2 separate regions of the Sus scrofa genome follow, and region 1 is linked to region 2. A link is a contact called in public Hi-C data. All regions are on one chromosome and are shown on one strand. The core of a region is the stretch at or near the end of the contact, and the rest is flanking DNA. Distances in the headings are between cores, read along the strand shown. Region 1 has its middle 43 kb from the start of ENAH. Region 2 holds the start of ENAH (protein enabled homolog).

Region 1 (6,653 bases), core at 2,202-4,701, 43 kb before region 2:
ATCGTCCCACTTACTTTTTCACAACCACACTGTAAAGTGGGTCCTGTTATTATCCCCATTTACCCATGAGGAAACCGAGGCACAGATGATGAAAGAACATGTCCACGTAAAGTAACTTGCTGCGGGAGTTCCCGTTGTGGCTCAGCAGTAACAAATCCGACTAGTATCCAGGAGGACAAGGGTTCAATCCCTGGCCTTGCTCAGTAGGTTAAGGATTCCGAGTTGCCATGAGCTGTGGTGTAGGTTGCAGACATGGCTTGGATCTGGTGTTGCTGTGGCCGTGGTATAGGCCGGCAGCTCCAAGTTGACCCCTAGCCCAGAAACTTCCATATGCCACAGATGCAGTCCTAAAAGGGGGGGGGGGCGGGGGCGGATAACTTGCTGTGACTTTAGGGAGACAAGATTCCACTCAGGAGGTGGAGGTGGGGCTGTCTGGCCGCCCTCTTGTTGGCAATTCATGCTGATCTGCCAGCTTCTGATGGCTGCTGGCAATGGCTGTGGAGCTCCTACAGCGTTAGAAATGCTTGCATTTTACTAGTGTAATGACAGTTTGTAGTATCTAACCTACAGCAGTGCTTCTCAAACCATCTGTGTTGAAGGACCAGCTTTATTTTATTTTTTTAACATTTCCAAACCAGGGAGTGACAACACTTTTAAATTGCTATAAAAACTTCTAAACCCTGACTTTCGATTTCTATACTCCTTGCAGATTAACAAGGAACAATTTACAGATTAGCGCCAGTTCAAGGATGATATTTTGAGTAGCACAAGGGCATGTTATCAGCAAAATCAGTTTCATGCTTGTAGAATTTCATTTCATTCATTCAATAATATTTGTTAAGTGCTTACTACACAGCAGGGAATAAACCAGGTGCAGTAAGCAAGAACATTAGGGTTTTCACAGAGCAAATATTCTAGCAGGGGCAGCAGGCTTGCAACAATTCATTGCAAATTAATTAGTTTTTTTAGCTAAATGCTAAAAAGAAGACTAGTGTACTTGGATTTTTTATCAGGTGCCCCAAGCTAGCCTGACAGGTTAGAGAATGTTCTCTAGCGGATCTTTAATTTAGAGCTAAACCTTAAGCAGAGGGTGCAAAGCTGCTCGTGGGGAAAAAGTCTTCTGGGCAGAAGACGACATATGCAAGGGCCCTGAGGCAGAGACACAAATAGGAGGCCGCTGAAATGAACAAGGGCTATGTCCTGCAGGTCTTCAGAGGTCATGCCAAGGCCTTTATATTTTATCTTAAGAGCTAAGGAAAGCTCCAGAGGAAGTTTAGTTTAGTTTAGTTTAGTTTTATTTTATTTTATTTTTTGTCTTTGAGGGCTTATGGAGGTTCCTAGGCTAGGGTTGAATTGGAGCTGCAGCTGCCGGCCAACACCACAGCCACTGCAATGCTAGATCCAAGCCAGGTCTGCAACCTACACCACAGCTCAGGGCAACATCAGATCCTTAACCCACTGAGGGAGGCCAGGGATCCAACCTGAGTCCTCATAGTAACAAGTCAGATTTGTTTCCATTGAGCCACAATGGCAACTCCACCCAGAAGGATTTTAAACAGGGAGATGAAATGGTTGGATTAATCTTTTTAAAAGATCGTTCTTCCTTCCCTCCCCCTTCCTTCCTTCTTTTTTTTTTTAAATATTTTTTATTAAAGTATTTACATTTCTTATTTATTTACTCATTTTTGGCCACAGAAGGCAGCGACTTGATGTGGGATCGGGACTGAAATTCAGGCCGCAGCAGTGAAAACAGTGGAATCCCATTAATTTAAAGACAGTAAGTTTTCATAATAATTGCAGTGGGGAATTAACAATCCATTACAGAAATTCTCACATATGAACAAAAAGTTCAGGACTGCTCTCGTGTAGCCAAGGCGATTGTGATGTCCTTGCCTGGAAGAACACATCCTGGGGACAGTCACATCTCCAAATATGTTCTACCTCTGCATCTTCTCAGCCGCCTGTCCTCTAAGGAGCACCCTTTTTTGTCTTTCCTTTTTTTCTTTTTCTTTTTTTGTCTTTTGAGGGCCGCACCCGTGGCATATGGAGGTTCCCAGGCTAGGGGTCGAATCGGAGCTGTAGCTGCCAACCTACACCACAGCCATGGCAACGCGGGACCTGAGTCGCGTCTGCGACCTACACCACAGCTCACGGCAACATCAGATCCTTAACCCACTGAGCGAGGCCAGGGATCCAACCTGCGTCCTCATGGATGCTGGTCAGGTTCGTTAACTGCTGAGTCACAATGGGAACTCCAAAGCATCCTTTTTTGTCTTGCTTTTTGTTTTGGGTTGTTTTTTCTCTAAGCAGCATCTTAAAGAGAGCTGCTGGGTGAGGTACGTGACTAAACTGCATCCATGCCTCCCTCTTGTTCCACCACACCATTGCTCAAGCCAGTCGCGCTCCCAGCTAAACTCACCTTTGAAGCCTATTGAGAGTGGTCACGTGACCCCGTTCTGACCAATGAGAAGACAGCAGATCTGTGCCGCAGGGTCTCGGAAACCTTTTTGCTTTCCAGATCAAAGGACGACCGTTTGGGGAGTACGGCCCTGTCCCCTCCTTCCTACCTTAAAAATGAGTCCCAGAGTACTGCTGCTACCTTGCCACCACGAGGGGACAAGCACAAGGAAGAAATCCAATATGGTAAGTTTGGTGGAGCAGAAAGAACCTGAGCCCAGGATGAATCGGGCCCCGGACTGCCCACTTCCGGTCTTTATGTGAGAAAAATTAAATTCTGTATGTTGAAGCCGCTGTCTGGTGTTTTAATTCTTGCTGTTGAAAAATAATTGAGTTTTCCAACTGGAAATGGATAGTCCACAGAATCAGAACAAACCGCATAGCACGGTAATCCCCACCCCCCACCCCCACCCCGTGCTGTTCCCATTTTTGGACACTTAGATATTTCAAAGGGAACAGGCTTTTCTTTCATTTCTGACATCGCAGCACCCTTCCCACCAGGAGCTGCGACGGGGGATAAGTAGCTCTGCCTTGTATCCTTTGTTTCGAAAAAGGGGAAGGGCAGGCAGTGAGGCTTCGGGTGGAAAATGCTGATATACTACACCACATCAGAATGTGCTGTTCTCATTTATTTTTTAATACAAACCTATCTTTGCGTGTGGGCACTGGCAAAGAATTGACGGTTACGAAATATTGGGCGACGGTGGTAATATAGGAGGTAAGTGACACACAGCAAAGGAATCTTGTCGTCAAATTACACAGAACGCAAAACCATTGTGGTTCATGACATAGCTCCCACATTTTTTCCATATTTATCCAGCAGGGCTCCAGTGAAATAGATGGTGCATTCCATTTGTTAAGTGAGTATGTAACAATACTGGCCAGAGTTGGGTAAAGCAGCAAATAAGAATCATGGGACCCCACAGCCGACCTGCCTGCTACTGCTGCCTGCCTTTCCCTTCCTTGACACCATTGAGCTCCGGTGAGAACCAATGAGAAAGGTTTGTACAACCTCCGGGGGGAAGTTCAGGAAGTGGTTGTCACAAATGATGGATGCTAGTTACATTCAGCACCAAAGCGATTCATTTATCTTTATGGATATACAGGAGCAGAAAGGGTGAATTCGCAGAGAAGGCATTGCCATTCTGGACACAATGTAAAGGGCTTTTTAAAATTATTGACTGTCTTTCTTTTCTTTTCTTTTCTTTTTTTTTTTTTTTTTTTGCTTTTTAGGGCTGCACCCTGAGGCATATGGAGGTTCCCAGGCTAGGGGTCAAGTTGGAGCTGTAGCTGCCGGCCTATGCCAAAGCCACAGCAGCTTGGGATCCAAGCCACGTCTGCAACCTACACCACAGCTCACGGCAATGCTGAATATCTGACTCACTGAGCAAGGCCAAGGATCAAACCTGCATCCTCATGAATACTAGTCAGATTTGTTTTGCTGCACCACAATGAGAATTCCATCAATTGTCTTTCAAGCAAAGCAGCCTCTACTAAAAATAATTATATTTGATCAAAGTAGGAAGAATGCTACCAGTTGGTATCTCAGGGACAAAGATAGAATCAAAACAGAGTATAATCTCTCCTGCCCACAAAAGGCCTATCTATCAAAGGAGAGTTGTATTTTTTATTTATTTATTTTTTTGTCTTTTTTGCCATTTCTTGGGCTGCTCCCACAGCATATGGAGGTTCCCAGGCTAGGGGTCAAATGAGAGCCATAGCCGCTGGCCTACACCAGAGCCACAGCAACGTGGGATCCGAGCCATGTCTGCAACCCACACCACATCTCACGGCAACGCCGGATCCTTAACCCACTGAGCAAGGGCAGGGATCGAACCCGCAACCTCATGGTTCCTAGTCGGATTCGTGAACCACTGCACCATAACGGGAGCTGTAGCTGCCGGCCTAGTTCCCTAACGGGAACTCCCTCAAAGGAGAGTTTTAAAGGAACATATAGGAGTTCCAGTCGTGGCGCAGTGGAAACAATCAGGAACCATGAGGTTACGGGTTCTATCCCTGGCCTCGCTCAGTGGGCTAAGGATCCAGCATTGCTGTGGCTGTGGTGTGGCTGGCAGCTGGAGCTCCGATTCAACCCCTAGCCTGGGAACCTCCATGTGCCATGGGTGTGGCCCTAAAAAGACAAAACAATAAAATAAAACAAAGGAACATATATACTATTGAGGTGTTCAACTGAAAATACAAAATACTAAAACATGTGCATAATAAAGTCTCTTTAGCTTATAGTGAGGGTGAAACCCCAATGACGGGGTCTGGCTGAAACTCCAAATCAAGAGACTAAAGCCGAAATCCCTATGACCCTGGGGCAGCAGCTGAAGACTTTAATGTATGTTCATTTCTGTCACTAAATTTTTGGAACATCTGGAGCATGACTAATGCTTAAAGAGGTTTAAGAACTTCTAATGACACTAATAGCCATTGGTTACCACTGAAGAGTGGTCCTGCTGCCAGAAAAACAAATGACCAGGCACTTAAAACCTCTATCGGGGTAGAAAAAGGCATTTTGCCAAATTTAGTCACCTCTTAGAATCTGTGTGGTCAGTTTTCTGGAGTATTATTTGAACCTCAGATGTCCATACTTGCTTCACTGGGTAAAACAGACTTCCCGGGATTTCAAGGGAATTTTAAAGTATTTGGAAATTCTAAAAAGTTTCAAGATCCCAGTTTCGGAAATGGGGAAATATTATAAATATAGGCACAGAAAAACACACTAGAAAAATTTTTTTAAGTTAACAGCAGTTACATAGGGTAGAAGAATTATTACTTTTTTATTCATCTCATATTTTCTGAATTTTCTAATATGAACATATATTATTTTTATAACCAGAAAATTTTATTTAAAAAATTCATTAAAATGTTAAAGTATAGTTTATTTACAATGTTGTGCCAATTTAAATTTTTTTAGTAAATTATAGTTGAGAAAATTTTATAAACAATTTTTTTTTTTTTTTTTTGGCCACACCTATGGCGTGTGGAAGTTTCCTGGCCAGGGATCCAATCCATACCACAGCAGTGACCCAGGCCACTGCAGTGACAACACTGGATCCTTAACCCACTGTGCCACAAGGGGACTCCTATAATTTTTTTTTTTTTATTGCACTCGTGACATGTGGAAGTTCTTGGGCCAGGGATTGAATCTGTACCACAGTTGGGGCAACAGCCAAATCCTTAACCTGCTGAGCCATAAGAGAACTTCCTATAAACCATTTTTAAGGAAAACAAAAAAAAGATTCCTCGAACAACCAGATAACCTTCTATTGAGGAGAAACATCAGTTGATTCTGCCTTTGCCACTGATTAGCTGTATAACCTTGGTATTGAAGGTAAAACTTACAAGACTAAGTGAAATAATATATAAGTATATAAAGCACCCACAATACCCAAAGGCATATAGTAGATCCTTTACAACAGCAGTTTGCTGCATTATTCCTGCCCAAATCATATTCAGTGTTCAGAACTACATTCGGATAGCAGGAGGTGTAAAAGCCTCTTTTGATGGGAAATTTACCTGAGTTTCAAAGTGAAAGAAAACAGTCTTAGGAGTTCCTGTTGTGGTTCAGCCAAAATGAATCTGACTAGCACATCCATGAGTATCCAGGTTTAATCCCTGGCCTTGCTCAGTGGGTTATGGATCTGGCGTTGCCATGAGCTGTGGTGTGGGTTGCAGACGCAGCTCAGATCTGTCATTGCTGTGGCTGTGCTGTAGGCCGGCAGCTGTAGCCCCCATTCGACCCCTAGCCTGAGACTCTCCATATGTCTCAAGTGGGGCCTTAAAGAGACAAAAAAAAAAAAAGGAGTTTCCATCGTGGCTCAGTAGTTAACGTATCCAACTAGGAACCATGAGGTTGTGGGTTCGATCCCTGCCCTTGCTCAGTGGGTTAAGGATCCAGCGTTGCCGTGAGCTGTGGTGTAGGTCGCAGATGTGGCTCAAATCCCCGTTGTTGTGGCTGTGGTGTAGGCTGGTGGCTACAGCTCCAATTCAACCCCTAGCCTGGGAACCTCCACATGCTGAGGGAGTGGCCCAAGAAATGGCAAAAAGACAAAAAAAAACCCCAAACAAACAAAAAACCCTCCCCAAAAAACTGTCCTGAACCCAGGATCAAAGAATATTCCTCATATAGCATAGGATTCCGTGGCAAGGAGAGGGGTAACAGGAGGGGACATGACGGTGTTGACAGG
Region 2 (6,157 bases), core at 3,640-6,139:
ATTATATATGGGTGGCTAAAGCTGAAAAATGAGTAATAAAAATATCTAGAATCCTATTGGAATATCAGGTACTACATTAGTTTTTTTTTTTTTTTTTTTTTTTTTTTTTCTCATTCTCAGGGAGACAAACAAAAATTACACTCATTGTGGCAAAAGAAAACCCAGTGGTGCTACATAAAGTAGAAAGCATACAATCCCTTCACTTCAAAGCACCTTCCCGCCTCACCCACCCCTAATAACTCCTGAGTTTCTTGGGGAGAACCCCTGGGTGAGGGGGAGCCGCTGCCTACAATCCTTAGCAATGATTTCCTGCCTGCTGAGCTGCATTAGTCATGCGTCCTCCTCATGCCCATAAATGGAGGATAAGCCTACAGCGATGCTATCAGACGTATTTCCACAAGGCCTGTTCTGAGAGAACCCTCAGAGCCAGACTGACAACACTCCTGGAGCAAACCCATCTTCAACAGAAGCATGTTTTGTTTCATCTGACGCCTGGGCGCACACCCCTAACAGATGTGAACAACCTGGGATGGCTGGGCGTACCTAGGGCTTAGAGCAGACCTCCTATTGTGGTATTAGGTGGGGGTGTTGCTCTGGGAACCAAAGTTGAGGTCTATATACTTAGTGTTAAGAAGAGACTGTATTTCTTTCTTTTTGTTTAGGGCCACACCTGTGGCATATGGAGGTTCCCAGGCTAGGGGCTGAATCAGAGCTGCAGCTGCCAGCCTACACCACAGCTCACAGCGATGCTGGATCCTTAACCAACTGAACAAGGCCAGGGATCGAACCCACATCCTCCTGGATACTAGTTGTATTCGTTATCCCTGTGCCCCAAGGGGACCTCCGAGACCGTATTTCTTTTATTGGAGAGTTTCCTCTTCATTTTTCTCTCTTTTTTCTTTTTTAAAACCACAGCCTTTATTTATTTATTTTTGGTCTTTTTTATGCCTCTTCTAGGACCGCTCCCGCAGCATATGGAGGTTCCCAGACTAGGGGTCAAATCGGAGCTGTAGCCACCAGCCTACGCCAGAGGCACAGCAACACGGGATCCGAGCCACGTCTGCAACCTACACCACAGCTCACGGCAACGCCAGATCCTTAACCCACTGAGCAAGGGCAGGGATCGCACCCGCAACCTCATGGTTCCTAATTGGATTCAATTGGATTCGTTAACCACTGCGCCACGACGGGAACTCCCACTTTTCTCTTTTTTGATGATGTCTGTGGTATGCACAAGTTCCCAGGTGGGACCGAACCTAAGCCACAGCAGTGGCAATGTCAGGTCCTTAACCTACTGAACCACCAGGGAACTCCCCCTCCCTTTTTTGGCCTCTTCATCTTTAAGTTTTATTGAACTATAGTTAACTTACAAGGTTGTGATATTTCTGCTGTACAACAAAATGACCCAGGCCTACACATACACATATCCATTCTCTCTGATTCTTTCCCCAGAGATGATCACATTATACTGAGTAGAGTCATCTGTGCTCTATAGCAGGTGCCCATTGGCTAATCATTCCATATACCTCAGTGTGCACATGCCAATCCCACACCCCCAGTCCATCCCTGCCCCCCGCCCCCACAGCCTCTTTGTCTTTGATTAGGACGGTCCTTCCTTCATTCATTTACTTCCATACATCCAGATGCCCACCTGAAGGCCATGCCCTGGGCTGGACAACGTTTGTAAGAGACAAATTCAAATAATTTTCGCCATTCAGCCAAACCAACACAATCTCAGCTAATTTTTAAGCAGGGTTTGTCAGAAGATAATCAGCTTTAATTTTTACTGCCTTATGCCATAGGAAGGTAGTGCAATGTGGTGGAAGGCGTGATGGACTGATAATTAGAAATCCTGGGTTTGGGAGTTCCCATTGTGGCTCAGTGGTTAACGAATCCGACTAGGAACCATGAGGTTGCGGGTGCAATCCCTGGCCTTGCTCAGTGGGTTAAGGATCCAGTGTTGTTGTGAGCTGTGGTGTAGGTTGCAGATGAGGCTCGGATCCCGTGTTGCTGTGGCTGTGGTGTAGGCTGGCAGCAACAGCTCGGATTAGACCCCTAGCCTGGGAACCTCCATATGCTGCGGGAGCGGCCCAAGAAATGGGAAAAAAAAAAAAAAAAAAAAAAAATCCTGGGTTTAAATTCCAGCTCCACCACGAAGGGATTGCGTGACTGTGGGCAATTTACTTAACCTCTCTGGGCCTCGCTTTCCTTTTTTGAAAAATGAGTGGGTTGGACTTAAGATTCCTTCCATTTCTAAAATTCTTTTATTCTATATGGTAACACATTCCACAAAGTTTCCTTTGTGACCAGAATTAGTCCTTGATTTCCTAGCTCAAGTTTCTTTTTGGCTCTCTTTTGTTGTTAAACCAAATATGAACAAGAAGCAATAACATTTTGTCATGGCGAACAGATTGCCCTTCCAGTGAATGACCTTTGGAGGTCAGGCCACCCATTGCAATATCTAAATCCAAAGGGAATGGTATGACCAACTTGTGAGCTGGCAGGCTGCCATTCAAAAGGATGGAAATGGTTGTAGGCAGCCAAAATTCTTGGCTGGTACATTTTTAATAAACATAGAAAATAAGAACAGCATTTTCCACTTGGATTGCTTAATTTGGTGCCCATACCGTTGGAACATTTGCTGTAAGGATAAAGATGATGTGATATATCACTTATTTAGTACAGGATGGATTAACTTTCACAAATGAGAAGTAGGTTATGGAGTCATCTGTAAGGCATTTTTATACTTGCCTCTTGTCTCTGGCAGGAGATAGTTTGAGTCATTACAGCAAAATCTCCACCCCTTTTGGCTCTTCTTAAGAGTTTCCCCTGAAACATAAGCTCTGCTGGATTTACTGTATTGCTATGAATGGACAAAGGCAAATTGGTGTGAATTCTTTGTGGTTGAACATGTCTTATGAAAACTTTTCCAAGATGGTTCAATATGTCTTCCGATTGCTTTTCCAAGAAAACAGCCTCCACAGCAAATGTTCCTTGGTTAATTTGGAGAATCATATCAGAGGTGCATGTGTTTTAATTACAGAAATGACAGTGAGTACTTATGATAAGACAATGAACCTCACAGCAGCTATGGTTTTTAACTGTGCCTATTGTGTGAACTCATCCAATCCTTGGGCTCTATATTTCCCTGTCTTGCAATATGGCAACAAGGATATTTGACTGGCAAGGGTGTTTTAGCTCCAGAGATCCTGGAATAAAAAAATTCTGTGATGGTGAGCTGTAATTAGACATGTGGGTGGAAATTAGCATTCTTCAAGCACACCATGTGTAAGCAGAGGCACTCTGCTTTTTTGCTACCTGAGGCCTCCCTTGGTCCCCTGCCATAGCTCCAGGTCACTGAGTCTACAGGGCTGTTGGTTTGAGGCTGCAGGTTCCAAAAAGAAAAAAATAACTCAGTATTGAGTCTGAAACTGGGAAGCTTTTTATAGTTAAAACTGGGCCACATAGTTCTATTACACACAAGCAAGGCATTGACCAAGTATGACTATATAACTTGTTCACTTTTCTTTTGGAAGTGTAAATGATCTCAACTGTCAAAACTATAATTTGAATTGTACCTCTATCTTAAAATAAAACACCAAAACTTTTGCATCGATTCATGGAGTCATGGCAGGTCCTCCATTTTAGATTAGATCCTTCAGTCAGGGGAACTCAGCTGAAACGGATCTTTTCCACACTGGTTATCTTAAAAAAATACACACCCCTTCTCAGGACTACAAGAGGCCTACAATTTGTCCAGTTTAAATTTTCATCTGATTTTTGGATTTGCTTTTGTATAGCTACAAACTCCCCAAACTATAAATTCTGGCTTTCTGGATGACAACCCCCAGCCTCGCCATTGACTTTGAGTTTGCTTCGCCAGCATTTTACGTTTACCTTTTAAAGGAGGTGATTTCAAGACCAAACGAATGATGGGAAATTTAAAACTATCGTTAGTTCACAACCCTCCCCGCCCCCACTCCCGGGCCGGAATTCCCTCTTTGCTAATGACGATAGAAAGCGGTTTCACCCGCTGCGTTTCTCATCTTCACTCTTGCGGCTGTTCACGATGCCGCGCGCGTCTCCCGGCGACTGCGTTTCCCCGCGAGTTGGCTGCGTTCTTTCGGGGATGAAGTCATCCCTATACATAGTGTGTGCATATCAGCTCGTTAAATCGGCACAGCACACTGGGATTCCTCGGGAAGCAAAGGAGCGAAGCGAACAATGATGACCATATTTTCCATTTAAACGTCCCCCCTCCCCCCAACCCTGGAGGAATCGCCGGGAGCAGCGCGCGGCGGGGGCGGGCCGCAGGGCTGGTCGGGATGCCCAGCGACTGGCAGGTCCCGATCCTGAGATAGCAACAGGGCGAGCTGAGGACAAGTCCCGCGCGAGGGCACCCGGCCGCCGGCAGATCCGGAGTCCCCCGGCCCGGCCCTGTGCCCAGTCACGCATTCCGGTCGCCGCCTCCTGGTTCTCCGCGCCGGGAGGTCCCGGCGCCCCAATCTCCGCACGCCGGCGTGGGGGAGACCCGGGAGCTCCCCCAGCCTCAGGGGAGTGGGAGGCCAGCGCGGGGCGGGGGACCCACGGCCAAGGACAGCCCGGGGCGAGGAACCCCGCCGACAGCGGGTTAGGGGGTGGGCAGTCCCGATCCCAGGGGGCTGGAGGGGGCGGGGTGGCAAAGCAACAAAGAGCCTTTGCTAACCCGCCGTCGCCGAGCCCGCTCCCGCCCCTCCCCGCTCTCCGCAGTCCGGCGGGGGCCCGGGCCGGCAGGGGGTGTGGGGGCGGCGCCCGGCCCCCCGCCTCCCCCCGCCCCGCACCGCCCCCTCGCCCCCGGGGGAAGGAGGGGAGGAGGGCGGCGCCTGCGTGTTCCTCCGCCGCGCGCCCCGCCTCCTCCCGGGTTCCTCGCGGCGATCCAGACTCTCCTCCCGGGCTGCCGCAGCTGCCGGTTGCACACGGCCTCGGCGGCGGCGGGCGCGGCGGGCGCGGGCCTGTGGAGCGGCGGCCGGGCGCGCAGCCTCGGCAGGCACCCCTCCGAGGGCGGCCGAGGAAGCTCCCGGGGGAGGAGGAGGAGGAGAAGGAGGAGGTGGGGGGCTGCGGCGGCCGCGGGACCCGCTCGGCGCCTCGGCCTCTCCGCCCCCTCCCCAGCTTTTCTTTCGCCCTCTTCTCTCCCACTCCCGGCCGGCGCCGCGGCTTTGTGCGAGGAGATGGTGTAGCCCCGCGGGCGCCCGGAGGAGGAGGAGGTGGACACTTGTCTCCCGGCCCCGAGCTGCGTCTCCGCCCCTGGAGGAGAGACCCCCTTCGGCTCGGCGCCTCCCGCGACTCCCGGCTGCTGGGGAAGCCTCGGCGCGGCCGGCACCATGAGGTGAGGGGCGCGCGGGGCGGGGGCCGGCGGGCCATTGTGCCGCGGAGCCGCGACCCCGCTCTCCCGGGACCCCGCCTTCCGTCTCCCGGCCCGGCGCGTCTCCCCGGGTCTCCGCTCTCTTTCTCCCCCTCCCCCTTTGTCCCTTCTCATTTCTCTTTCTTTCTTGTAATCCTCCCCAACCGCTCTTCTTGGAGGGGGGGTCCTCGTTTCGACGTCCTCCCATTTTTCCTCAAATGCTCCTCTTTCGCCCAGGATTCCCCTTCGTAAATTTAATTTGCTCCTGGCTCTCCCCCGCCCCCCGCCGTGGCCAGCCAAACCTGGGAGATGGGGAGGGGTTCGAGAATCGAAGCGTGTATGTTGCTGGGAAACAGGTATTTTTCCGTCTAGATGTAAAAATTTCGCGCAGTTTTATTACAGAACTCTCGTGTTTAATTAAAAAAGGGAGAAAAGTTTGAAAGATCTGAAATTTCTGCGGGGAATAAAGTCCTCTGGTAGCCCTAGGTGGAGGAGCTCCGAAAGGTGAAATTTTCCGATAGTGGGGGAAGGGAACGAATTTATTAGGCTTCTCTTTGGGGGGACGCAGTAAACGGCTGGGATAAGTTGTCCGGGGTGTGTAAACGGGGGCGGGGGAGGGATTTGTTTGGAAAACGCTTTTCTCTCCTTCCTCTGTAGCAGCCTGTGTTGCATTGCAGCAGCTGCTTTTTCCTGTCCCTCTGTAATCAATAGAACAGAAGCTAGATGATTTTTTCAGCCCCAAAGAATTGAATGTACCGTCGTAAAATATTTTTTTTA

The links. A called contact is a pair of places that touch in the nucleus more often than the background predicts.
Region 1: a contact with region 2 is called in a Hi-C map of embryonic fibroblasts, with 2.6 times the contacts expected there. The contact joins the enhancer-like site here to the promoter of ENAH in region 2. A contact is called at or near these places in 10 of 47 Hi-C or Micro-C datasets (adipocytes, embryonic fibroblasts, fetal heart ventricle and 4 more) and 1 of 2 datasets of contacts at active chromatin or transcription factors (skeletal muscle).

Annotation. Positions count from the first base shown.
Region 1 is chr10:13,648,874-13,655,526 of Sscrofa11.1, reverse strand. No RefSeq gene overlaps it. Among named protein-coding and RNA genes, the nearest start is that of ENAH, 43 kb to the right of the region's middle. Within about 2 kb of position 3,451, at least 14 of the 83 cell types and tissues checked have an H3K27ac peak or open chromatin away from gene starts, as enhancers often do. A contact at or near this core is called in embryonic fibroblasts, where this site is marked.
Region 2 is chr10:13,608,079-13,614,235 of Sscrofa11.1, reverse strand. ENAH (protein enabled homolog) reads left to right here and starts at 4,889. Exons shown (of 13, transcript XM_021064410.1): 1 at 4,889-5,365. The coding sequence starts at 5,361.